Regions from separate parts of the Mus musculus genome. Here region 1 is linked to region 2. Evidence: chromatin contacts called from public Hi-C data. All regions are on one chromosome and are shown on one strand. The core of a region is the stretch at or near the end of the contact, and the rest is flanking DNA. Distances in the headings are between cores, read along the strand shown. Region 1 has its middle 19 kb from the start of Gm30074. Region 2 overlaps Maml3 (mastermind like transcriptional coactivator 3).

Region 1 (5,390 bases), core at 734-3,233, 340 kb after region 2:
GGAGGCTGGGGTCAGAGGTGTGTGGGACTCCCACACTAGGGTCGCGGTTCTCCTATGGCGGGAGCCAAGGATGCAGCAGCTCTTCCCGGGGACAGAGACCAGAGGGAGGGCGCCCTGCCCAGGGCCGCCGAGGCCCTAGAGGCTTTGTGTGTTTGGAGCCAGAGCCCCCACTTCCCTTCCCCGCCTCCTTCCCGCTCTCTTTCTCCGGGACCTAAGTCCCAGTGGAGGTTCCAGCAATTAGCACGCAAGGAGGGGGGCGGCCGGGGGCGGGGGGGGGGGCGGCGGCTGCGGGAGGCGACAACCCCGTCCTTGCCACCGGCCGCGCTTCCGCCAGCACTGCCTTCGTGCGCCACCTACCGGCCATCTAGGAACACTGCAGCGTCTGCCTGAACTGTTCCTAGGCAGATCTTGATCTCCGTGGACAATAGACAATGGGATTTTTTTTTTTTTCCTGAACAATGATTTATTTTAGGGGGTGGGGACAAGGAGAAAGGAGGGAGGAAAGGAGGGAGGGAGGAAGGAGCACTGTGTTTGTCATCGCTTTAGAAAAGAAAAAAAATCTCTGTTCTGTCATTGTTTCTGCATATCCATTATATGGAGGACAAAAGAATCCGGTCCTGGAACAACAAAGCCAAGGGAAATGTTTTCCGTGGCTGACATTTAATTGTGAGCACACGGTGCTGCATTATCATGGGGAGAGACTGGAGTAGGGGCATAGGCTGGCTTCAAAAGCCTGGGTTCTTTGCTTTAGCGTGTCCCATTTTGTATGGCCTCAGAGAGCCTCACTCAGATTGTGTGTTACACACAATTCCATAATTCTATAGTTTTTCAACCCACCGCAGGGATTCCTTGTGGATCATTTCATAGCTCCTCCAGAGTCTGCTCTTTTGCAGCTTGCAGAAACAGTCAGCTTTTCTTCACAGCCTTCATATGGATCCTTAATAAAATAATCTAATCCAACACACACACACACACACCGCTATCCTACCAGAGCTGTTGGAGACATTGGAGAACTTAGTCCCAGCCTGTCATTTGACAGATGAGAGAGGTGAAATGCTTATCCAAAGCCACACAACTAATTAGAGATAAAGGCAGGACAAGATCTGCTTTGCCCATCCTGGTCTTTGTGACCTGCCTCTTGCCGTTTTGATGCCCAGCAACCTCTGGCCTGACCAGTTCACAGCCATGGTCTCTTCCTTTCTGGCAGCCATTGAGCTTCCTTGCAGGAAGATGGGTGAAAACTGAGGGGGTGGGACGGACAGGCTTCCTAGCTCAGTGGCAATTCCTTCATTTATTTCTCCTTTATACAATGAAGGGGGCAGTATCTTTATTGGTTATTTTTTGTTATGATAATATGCAAAACTGACTGTAGCTCTCCATAACTCTCCAGAAACCATTTCTCTTGTGATACAGGGTTTGAACTCCTGTGATATAAGAACAAGGAATGTCTTCCATCTTTGGGACTATGTTTGGCAGTCTTCTGATAAAGGGGGCAAGTGGCTCCCCCCCAAAAAAACTTCAGTAATTCAAATTTCTTTGCAAGACCCTGTGATATTATTATTATTTTTATTATTAATTATAGGGGAGATGCAGACCACTGATCATGTGCTAAGAAATAGACACATTTTTTTCTTGTACCAACTTGCAAGAACATCCCACCACAGCTACAGTTGCCTTTAAAGTCCTCCAGTGTCACACTAAAACAGTTTCAAATAAGCCAGGCACAAAAGCAGCCGGCATGCCTTACACATCGTTCAGCCTGTTTAAAGCAAACAGACCCACCCCACGGTCCACAGACAACTAGTCAACAAGCAGGCGAAATTTCCAAACAAAAGACCAGAACATTCCGGAGCTCTCTTTAAACTGTCTTCTAAGAGCTGGAGAAGGAAACACTGGGTGGGCAGGCCGTGCCCGAACCTTTCGGCTGGGCTTCCGCACTTGTAGAACATTGGTTTATGCAGGGACCATGTGACACGGTAACAGAGAGCTCAGATCTCTAAATCTCGTTTTCCTTTGTGTCATCCTCCCTCCACCCCCTCCTGGATGGTGAGTCACCCGTCTCTGCAAAAAAGATCCACAGTTCAGTGATGTCCTAGGTGACAGCCGCATGCTCTGCCTTGGAGATTCCGCGCACATCGAGTGTGATCGACCGAGATAACAGAGGTTGGAAAAATCTGTGAAAGGGTTGAGCTGTTCCTCAGATGTGGGACATTATTTCCACAGGTTCGACAGTCTGAAGCATGAATATTACTCACTGAAACACTGCCATAAGAATTAGGAAAAGAAATCAGGACCGATTTTTTCAGGTAGGTGTATAAGGGTCCACATCGGGGATGAGGGGAAAGCCAATCACAGAGCTCATCCTAGGGAATGCGTTCCCCTCATGTTGCAGTCTGGTAAATGCTAGAATCTTGGTGACTCATTGCTTCCCCGATGTCCTTATTTGGTAGCATGCAAATAAGGAAAAAAAAAAAAAAAACACGATCGTTTCAGATTTAGATTTCCTCAAATCGTGGTGTGAGCAGCTATTTTTACTTTTGCTTCAATCACCATTCTCAGTAGTAGAAAGTTTATTTAGAGTTGTAAAAAGCTGCTTTTTTTTTTTCATTTGCAGGCTAAATTTAAATATGGAATTCAGCAACCGAAGAACTCTCTTGGTCAGATCCAGCAGTCATGACCAGGAAGTCCAGTTCTGCTGGTATCCGGCTGTCTTCCCTAGGCAGTTCTGATTCCTGGTACTTTACAAGTGCGAGCTTGGAGTCTGTCTCCATAGCGCCTCCACCTGGTGTGCTTTACCTTGCCCACAGATGCACTAGACCCAATTCTTTCACTTCTGTGTGGACTACCTGCAGGTCCAGGGACATGATACTTATTTTGCTGAAAGCAAAGACTAACTGAGGTAGCTCTCTACATCACATCCTGCATCTCCACATCCTTGGCTGATGCCAGATAAGGACGGTACCTACCCTTAGTGTCCCCAGTAGTTGTCACATCCATCCAGGACCAATACTCATGCTTCCACATAGCTCAGAGCTGGTGTTTTCCTACTTCCCAATGGCAACTGTGTGGCTGACACCTGCACAGTGGGCTCACTTGGCACCTTGGGTTGGGATACCTTCCTGTGAATTGGCTTTCAGAAGCTCGTGTGGATGACAACTCTTCAGGGACAATCAGTCTAGACTGTATTTTTCAGCCCCACCGTATTCTAATCTTGTCTCTTCCTGTTTGATAAAGCCAACTGTGGCTCCTGGGGCAGAGACTGGAGGTGCTAACTTCCTGTCTGCGACAGGCCAATGAGCCCCAGCTGTTTCTCCTTAGACCATCTTGACTGCCCCCTCGGATTCCCGACTTTGTAGTGGAGCAGATGACTCACCATGACGTCAGACCCCACTGAAAGGTGGACGGGAGGTCTGCTTCTAACCCCGCCCCGAAAGCAATCGCCAGAGTCAGGCAATCAAGCAGTTGCGGGCAGCTGCGGCACCTTAGGCAACTGGGTGTGTCCTCTGCCTAAAATCACCCACCCTGTGAGCATTCCACACTGGGGCTTGCTCAGTGGTATCTAAGGATCTGGGCATGTCACTACTCGCTCCTGTTCTGTCATTTTCCAGCTAAACTCAACTGTGGGCTTCTGCCCCTATAAACTCTCACAACGTGGGATCCACCCAGTGGGAATACAAAACAATAGTGACATCTTCCACACATTTATGACATTTTTTTGTTCTCAATATCTACAAGTCGCAGAGTATGGCAGACAGGAAATTAGCGCCTTCAGCCTAGACCCTAGCAGCCACAGGTGGCTTTATCAAACGGGCGGTGTTCTAATGGCCACTAAGGGAAAAGAGTTTATCCTTCTATCTGATATCTCATAGGCCTCTTTTCATCACTTGCATAAATTGTGCTTAGCCCAGTAACAAGGTTAAATTTTTTTGCTTTTTGTCAATACAGATGCTTTTTTGCCGAGATGGGGACAGTGGGCATGTCTGAAGCTTAGCAGATTTATTTTCACTTTGCTTGGATCAAGGTCCCTCTGGAAGGCCAGGAAAGGATTTTCACTTAGCTGCACATAGGCTTTGTGCAAATGTTTGTGGGAGAAGCTGCTAGCCTAGGGAAGAGTCAGCTCATCTGGGTTCCTCTCCCTCCTCTGCATTGCTTTTTTTGGGTTTCAAGAGGAGGAGAGTCATCTGAGAAATCTCTCAGCCGTAGGGAACCTGGGCAGCGTAAATACAGGCCAGTCATGAACCTCTCTGCTCTTGTCTTCTTCCCATAAGTCCACTGTGAGGACTGAAAGCAACGGAATGTATTTCAAACTTTGTCCAGAGTTCCCTGTGACTGTTTCCTTGTGTGTGTGTGTGTGTGTGTGTGTGTGTGTGTGTGTGTGTGTGTAGGAGATTAGTGTCTATTGTCTTCCTCAATCACTTCACCTTATTTTTCTTTAAGGCAAGTTCTCTCGTTAAGCCTGCAGTTTACCCTTTGGTTCTGCTGTCTAGCTAGCAAGCCCCTGGGACTATCCTGTCTCCATACTGTCAGCGCTGGGTTTACAGAGCTTATAGCACTGGCTTAAGCCTTTTCTGTGACTGCTGGGAATCTGGAGTCAGTCGGATTACTGACTGAGCCATCTCCCCAGCTTCTTCCCTCCATTTTATATATTTGGGAAAATAATAATTGTAGGTGTTGACCATTTTCTCCTGGTATGATTGTCTATCATATCTATCTACCTAGCTACAGCAGCCATCAGTAGCTATTACATTTTATATAGCTAAATAACCATCTATCACTTTCATATTGTTATTATTCATATGTGGATGGATGTGTATGCCACAGCATGGGTATTAAGATCAAAATGAAACTTTGTGGAATGGATTCTTTCTTTCTACTTCTATGCAGTTTCTGAGGACCAAACTCAGGCTGTCAGGCTTGTATCGGGTGGCAGAGTCATCTTGCCAGCCCTCATTGATCATCTATCTATCCAGCCAGCCATTTAGCTATCATCATTTATTCATCACTCATCAAGTATCTATCTATTTTCATTCATCTATCTATCTATCTATCTATCTATCTATCTATCTACTGCTCATCTATCATTTATCTATCTATCAATCAGCTATCTACCTACCTATCATTTAATGCTCAGTCCAGAGTATTCCCACTGAGAGCCTACCATGCCAAGATTTGACATGCTGCCTCTGGCCCTTTTCCCCCCCTTACTTTAACCAGATCCTGTGTGTTCCCAACTGTGAATCAGACACATCTTTGGCAAAAGTTCACATCAAGGTGCTGTGGGGAGGTGCCTGGAGATGCACGAAGACAGAGCCATCAAGTAGATATGTCACTGGGGGAATAATTGCTATGGCAAGGCCCAGACAGAGAGAGCATCTCTGTCTACAGAAGGT
Region 2 (5,347 bases), core at 2,743-5,242:
GGTGCCCATCGTACACTCGGGACAGCCCGGCATGCAGGGGAGAATGGCTCCCAGCATGCCCCACTTCTCACTCACCTGACCGTGGGCAGGAAGCGCAGCATAGGCCATGGGTGGGTTCATCACTCCTTTCTGCTTAATGAGAAGCATGCGTTTCTGGTCCTCGCTCAGGTGCGCCCTGGGAGCCTGCAGCTGCGGGGGAGGCGGTGGCTGCTGCTGGGGCGGCTGCGGCTGGGGCTGCTGCGACTGCTGAGGCTGCTGGATGTAGGGCATCAAGGGGGTTTTGTTGGGGTTGGCCATAGGGGGCGTCATTCTCGGACTCAAGTCCGCATTAAAATGGGTCAGAGGCTTAGTGTTGCCATAGGTGAGAATATTGTGCTGTTTGTTTAAGGAGTTTGTACCCAAGTTATTTGGCTGCTGACTGATCATATTCATGTGATTGGAAGGGAGGTAGTTGTTCATGGTCGTCTTCTGCAGGCTGTTTGCCATTGCAGGCACTATAGTGTTTTGGTTGTTAAAGGCTTGGGGGTACATCATTGGGCTATTTGGTTTTTCTGAAGCAAAAGCTGTTCCATATGGACTTGACGGAGGCCCTAAGGGAGACCAACTTGAAGTCTGATTTGAGTGCTGCTGTTGTTGTTGTTGTTGCTGCTGCTGCTGCTGCTGTTGCTGCTGCTGCTGTTGCTTCTGCTGCATGAGTTTTGCCCTCTGTTGTTGCTGGGCAGCCATCTGTTTGAGCTGCTCTGCTGGGGACATGTCAGAGCTGGGCCCTGCCACAGAGCCTGACCCTGAACCAGATACTGCCACAGAGACTGGATTAAGGAGATAGCCATTGCCAGGCCTAGGTGGGGCTTGACCTGGGGTGTGGGCTTGGGTTGGAGTCTGGGGGGACTGGACAGCACAGTTAGCTGGCGAGCTGGCAGGGTTTTGAGCCCCGGGAGTGTTGGCCACGGATGGCAAGTTAGTGCCTGTGGAGACAGTGGAAAAGGGAGGACCAGAAGATGAGGGTCTGGCCTGAGGCGATCCCAGAGAGACGTGTGCAAAAGGAGAGTGAGAGGCATCGCTCTTCACACTCACGCTCTCCTGGGAGAGTGGCGTCTCCATGGTTGTCTGTGAGAACTCCTGCTCCTTCTTCTCTTCAAAGTCTTCATTGAACAGGTCCTGGATGTCGTCTTCCGGAACCGTGTTGGCCAGTTCGTCTATTAGTTCTTGCCACTCTTGGTCATTCAGGTTAATGTCAGAGAACAGCTTGTTCTGATTAGAAAGGGACGTCTCCGATGTGTCTATGCAGGCAGGGTCGTCAAGAGGCTCCTGTTTGAGGTCCTTGTTCTGTAAGATAGCAAAGCTATCCTCCAGATCCCCACAGCCATTGACAGGGAGCCTGCCGTTCTTACTCAGATCTTCCAGAAGCCCAGGGGTGTGAGCAGCGCTGTTCTGCAAGGGCAAAGAAGGCTTGAGGTCAAGTTGGTGAAGGGGAGATGCTGACGTCAGGGGCATGTTGTTGGGCAAATTGTTGATGGCTTCCAGCCCCGTGCCAAGATCCTTTCGGATGCGCTTGCTTGTGGGAGAGAAGCTCCCGTCGCAAGCGCCATTCTGCTGGTCCCCATTTAGTGGCGATCGGGCCCCTTCCAACTTCCTCTTCACAGTCTCTTGCAGCTGGAAAAGAAATGGGAGAGAAGATAATTTAATCGCACACTGAACGTTGTACCGTTGTGTGTTTCCATGTTTGTGTTGATACATGTGCACCTGTGTGCACGTGTATATGGAGGACAACCGTGGGCACTATCCACCTTGCTTTGAGACAGGGTGTCTCACTGGCCTGGAGGACACCCAGGAGGTGAAGCTGGCCACTGAGAACCGAGGGACCCATTTAACTCTGTAGTGCTGGGGTTACAAGTGGGTATGTGCCTGGATATTTTGTTGTCCTCTGTAGATTTTTGGAATAGAACTCAGACACTACTGACTGAATAATCTCCTTAGTCCATGAACTACATTTTAAACGCTTTAGAACACACAAAAAAGAAAGGGTGCTTCTAGTTTCAAAATCAGGCATCACCATGGTTAGAATTCTGTGAGGAAAGCCTACATCTAAAAGCAGTGTTCAGAGAGCCCAGAGACGTGCAGGATCAAGGTCACAGCCAGGGTCACCCAGGAGTATTTTTTCCAAATGAGAGACATCGCACTTGAAAAAGATATCTATCCTCAGTTCTCACCACACCATAATTGAAATCATCAAGGGATTAAATTGACAATATTTTGAAGAACACTAAAGATGTCTTTTAAAAAAAAAGGTCATTTTATTGTAATAACTTACAAATTGGGAAAGGAAAGGAAAGGAAAGGGAAGGAAAGGAAAAGGAAAGGAAAGGAAAGGAAAGGAAAGGAAAGGAAAGGAAAGGAAAGGAAGAGACCATGCAGAGAGATTACCATGGCCTTTTCCAAGACTCAAGGTCTATAGCGCTCAGTGAACTATGCAGAGTAGCCATCCTGAAGCTGTGCCACTTGGCTTTGGGTTTTTGCTCTCACCGAGTGACACTGCTGTACGCTTCACGGCAGGAAACAGAGAAGTTAGAAGTGTCAAAACCAGGAAGCAGGTAGTGTTGCATCCTTTCAGGACTCATGGCTTAGCTCGATTTACATCCCTTCTCATCAACAAACAATAGCGGTTCCGTTCTTTCCTCATTTATGCCATACCCACATAGACTTTTGTTTACAGATATACATGTGCACATTACAGACTAGATTCCCGTGTGAAGAAAAACATGCAATTCTTTTCTGAGAGTGGGTAACCGCCCTTAATATGATACTTTCTAAATCCATTTCTTTCTGCTAATTCTGTGGTTTCCCTTTTCTTTAGAGCTGAATACTGTTCCATTTTACGGATGCAGCAGGCTCTCACTATCCCTGTATCTGTTGATGGCTGACTGGGTTGGTTCCATTTTCTTGCCATAGTGATCAGAGCAGTGAAACTGTCCTATGAATGTGGATCGAACACATGCCTGAAATACTGATAATAAAGATTAATGTTGAACATGGCGTAAAACGTCCGCGTGTGTCTTGGTTTACGTTATTTTTGGCTCCATCTGCTGCTTGGTGTGTTTCCACCATCTCCCATGATGCCACAGTTGGTTTTCTCTTTTTCACTGTTGTAAATGGTGGGATTCTCCCCTGGTTTCCCCTTAACTTTCCCCAATTTCTGCTCATTTATGCAATTTCCTCTACTACAAGGGCCGCAGCCATCTTCCCGAGGTTGATGGTCACAAACTGTGTAGCCAGCAATATATCTGCTTAGCCCCACCAACTCCAGCTTACTTAGATAGTTCAGGAACATCTAAATCTTAATTCCATCCTCACCTGTTCCCCATCTCAGTATCTGCCCAGCTATCCAGGTCAGAAGTGTGAGCATCGTACAGAGAGATACGCTCATCTCGTGCTCACTCACACCGTCACTGACCCTGACCGGGGTCTTCTCTGGGTGACCCACCCACTCTTCCTTCCCTCATCTGTTCTTCTACCCATAGTTTAACTCTCATATCTATCCAGTAGGCTGCCACCTTCTTCAAAAGACACATTGCTGTGTGTTTGCTGTTTATAAGCCCAAGCAATCAGTCTACAATCTCAACTGCCATCTTTGGGTCTTCCTGTCATGTCCTTCCACATCCTTCCCACGCTCATCCAGAGTGTGTCTTCCATCAATTCTCCTTAAAGTCATTCATTCATGTATATATGTATGTACACACACACACACACACACACACACACACACACAGAGAGAGAGAGAGAGAGAGAGAGAGAGAGAGAGAGAGAGAGAGAGAGAATGAGAATATGAAGTTGGGAACAATCCCATGAGGCCTTGCTCATGCTAGGCCAGCACTGCCCACCAGGCTGCAACCCACACTTCCTCTACCTCTTTAAGTTCTCTGTGTCAGGCTTCCTTCTGCCTCTAGGCAAAGTATTTTTCTTTGCTTGGAAAAAAAACCAAACCCTCCTCTCCTTCCCTAGTTAATACTTCCTCTTTCCGCCCCCTTCCCTGGTTAACACGCCCTCTCTCCCTCCCTTTCCTGGTCAATGGTTGCTCACAGTACATATCAGATTTCAGACTCCTCATACTGTAGGAAGCTGGGTACCCCTCCCTTCCCCACCCCAGCCCACCCACACTCAATTGGATTATTTAGAATAAGGTTTTTCAAGCTGTCTATATACCCACATTGTAGACATTGTCAGACTTTGTGCTGAGAACTTAGGGACTGTGGCTGCCTTGTTTCCTGGGTGTCTGCAGTGGTCAGGATCTTAGCAACAGTTAATAAGAAGCTGCAAAAGGAGTCTAATTCAGAAATGCTACAAGTGAGTTTGAAAGAAATCAGGTTGGTGGCCAGAAGGAATTTCCTAACGAGAGTCTTCATTCCTGCTAACTCATGGGACGTTCTCTTGCACCAAGGAGTGTTTTACGGACTCAAGTTCTTGCTAACTCTATGAGTTTATTCCTTTTATACCCAGTTCATCTCTTTGACACTGTTCTTCTAGACAGGTGGCTGTGGTCCATGGGTTTCCACAGAGGAGGAGCTGGGGAGATGCATGCCAAATGGACCAAGGCTTTGCCTTGGTTAGGCTCCCACTCAGCTGCAGGAGAACAGGAGACAGTAGAGGGCCTAAGTGGTACAGGGTGGAGTCTGGAAAAGTTCTTCCATCTGGGTACCTCATGCCCTTGACAGAGATGACCTTAGGGGTGAGATGTGTTGGACTCCCTCTGAACTGCACTTGGTAGAGTTGGCAAGGCTCTAGAGGAGCCCCTCGGATTGTAACACGGAGCTAAAGGTGATGTGAGTGTTAAGGAATATGTGCTCTCTTGGAAGCAGAGAATTAGGTTGATTTTTGTTTTTTGTTTTGTTTTGTTTTGACACAGGGTTTCTCTATATAGCGCTGACTATCCTGGAACTCACTCTGTAGACCAGGCTAGCCTCAAACTCAGAAATCTGCCTGCCTCTGCCTCCCAAGTGCTGGGATTAAAGGCGTGCGCCACCACTGTCCGGCTGAGAATTAGGTTCTTAAAAGTATAAACAGAGTCGAAGGTTTCCTTTAGCCAAACTCCTATCTAATCATTTCCTTAAACCTTCCAGTTTCAATTACATACTAGCGCCAGTCTTGTCCACCCAGTCGAAGCTCTTGAACAGCTGAGAGCAGGGATCTAACTGGGACACACCTAGTCATGGTTTGAATATGCTTGGCCCAGGGAGTGGCACTATTTGGAGGTGTGGCCTTGTTGGAGTAGGTGTGTCACTGTTCACATGGGCTTTAAGACCTTCACCCTGGATGCCTGGAAGCCAGTGTTCTGCTAGCAGCCTCCAGATGAA

Evidence for each region. Hi-C and Micro-C count contacts between places; a contact is called where the count stands out from the background.
Region 1: a contact with region 2 is called in a Hi-C map of bone marrow-derived macrophages, with 33 read pairs. The contact joins two enhancer-like sites. A contact is called at or near these places in 2 of 15 datasets of contacts at CTCF or cohesin (the NIH/3T3 cell line and large pre-B cells), 15 of 484 Hi-C or Micro-C datasets (the Ba/F3 cell line, adipose-derived mesenchymal stem cells, bone marrow-derived macrophages and 9 more), 27 of 115 datasets of contacts at active chromatin or transcription factors (the 230-238 cell line, the SCID.adh cell line, T-cell acute lymphoblastic leukemia and 22 more) and 1 of 9 other capture datasets (embryonic stem cells).

The regions. Positions count from the first base shown.
Region 1 is chr3:52,196,173-52,201,562 of GRCm38.p6, forward strand. No RefSeq gene overlaps it. Among named protein-coding and RNA genes, the nearest start is that of Gm30074, 19 kb to the left of the region's middle. Within about 2 kb of position 1,984, at least 216 of the 459 cell types and tissues checked have an H3K27ac peak or open chromatin away from gene starts, as enhancers often do. A contact at or near this core is called in the Ba/F3 cell line, T-cell acute lymphoblastic leukemia, bone marrow-derived macrophages and 1 more, where this site is marked.
Region 2 is chr3:51,855,424-51,860,770 of GRCm38.p6, forward strand. Maml3 (mastermind like transcriptional coactivator 3) reads right to left here. Exons shown (of 5, transcript NM_001004176.2): 2 at 76-1,653. Among named protein-coding and RNA genes, the nearest start is that of Gm46803, 150 kb to the left of the region's middle. Within about 2 kb of position 3,993, at least 25 of the 459 cell types and tissues checked have an H3K27ac peak or open chromatin away from gene starts, as enhancers often do. A contact at or near this core is called in the Ba/F3 cell line, T-cell acute lymphoblastic leukemia, bone marrow-derived macrophages and 1 more, where this site is marked.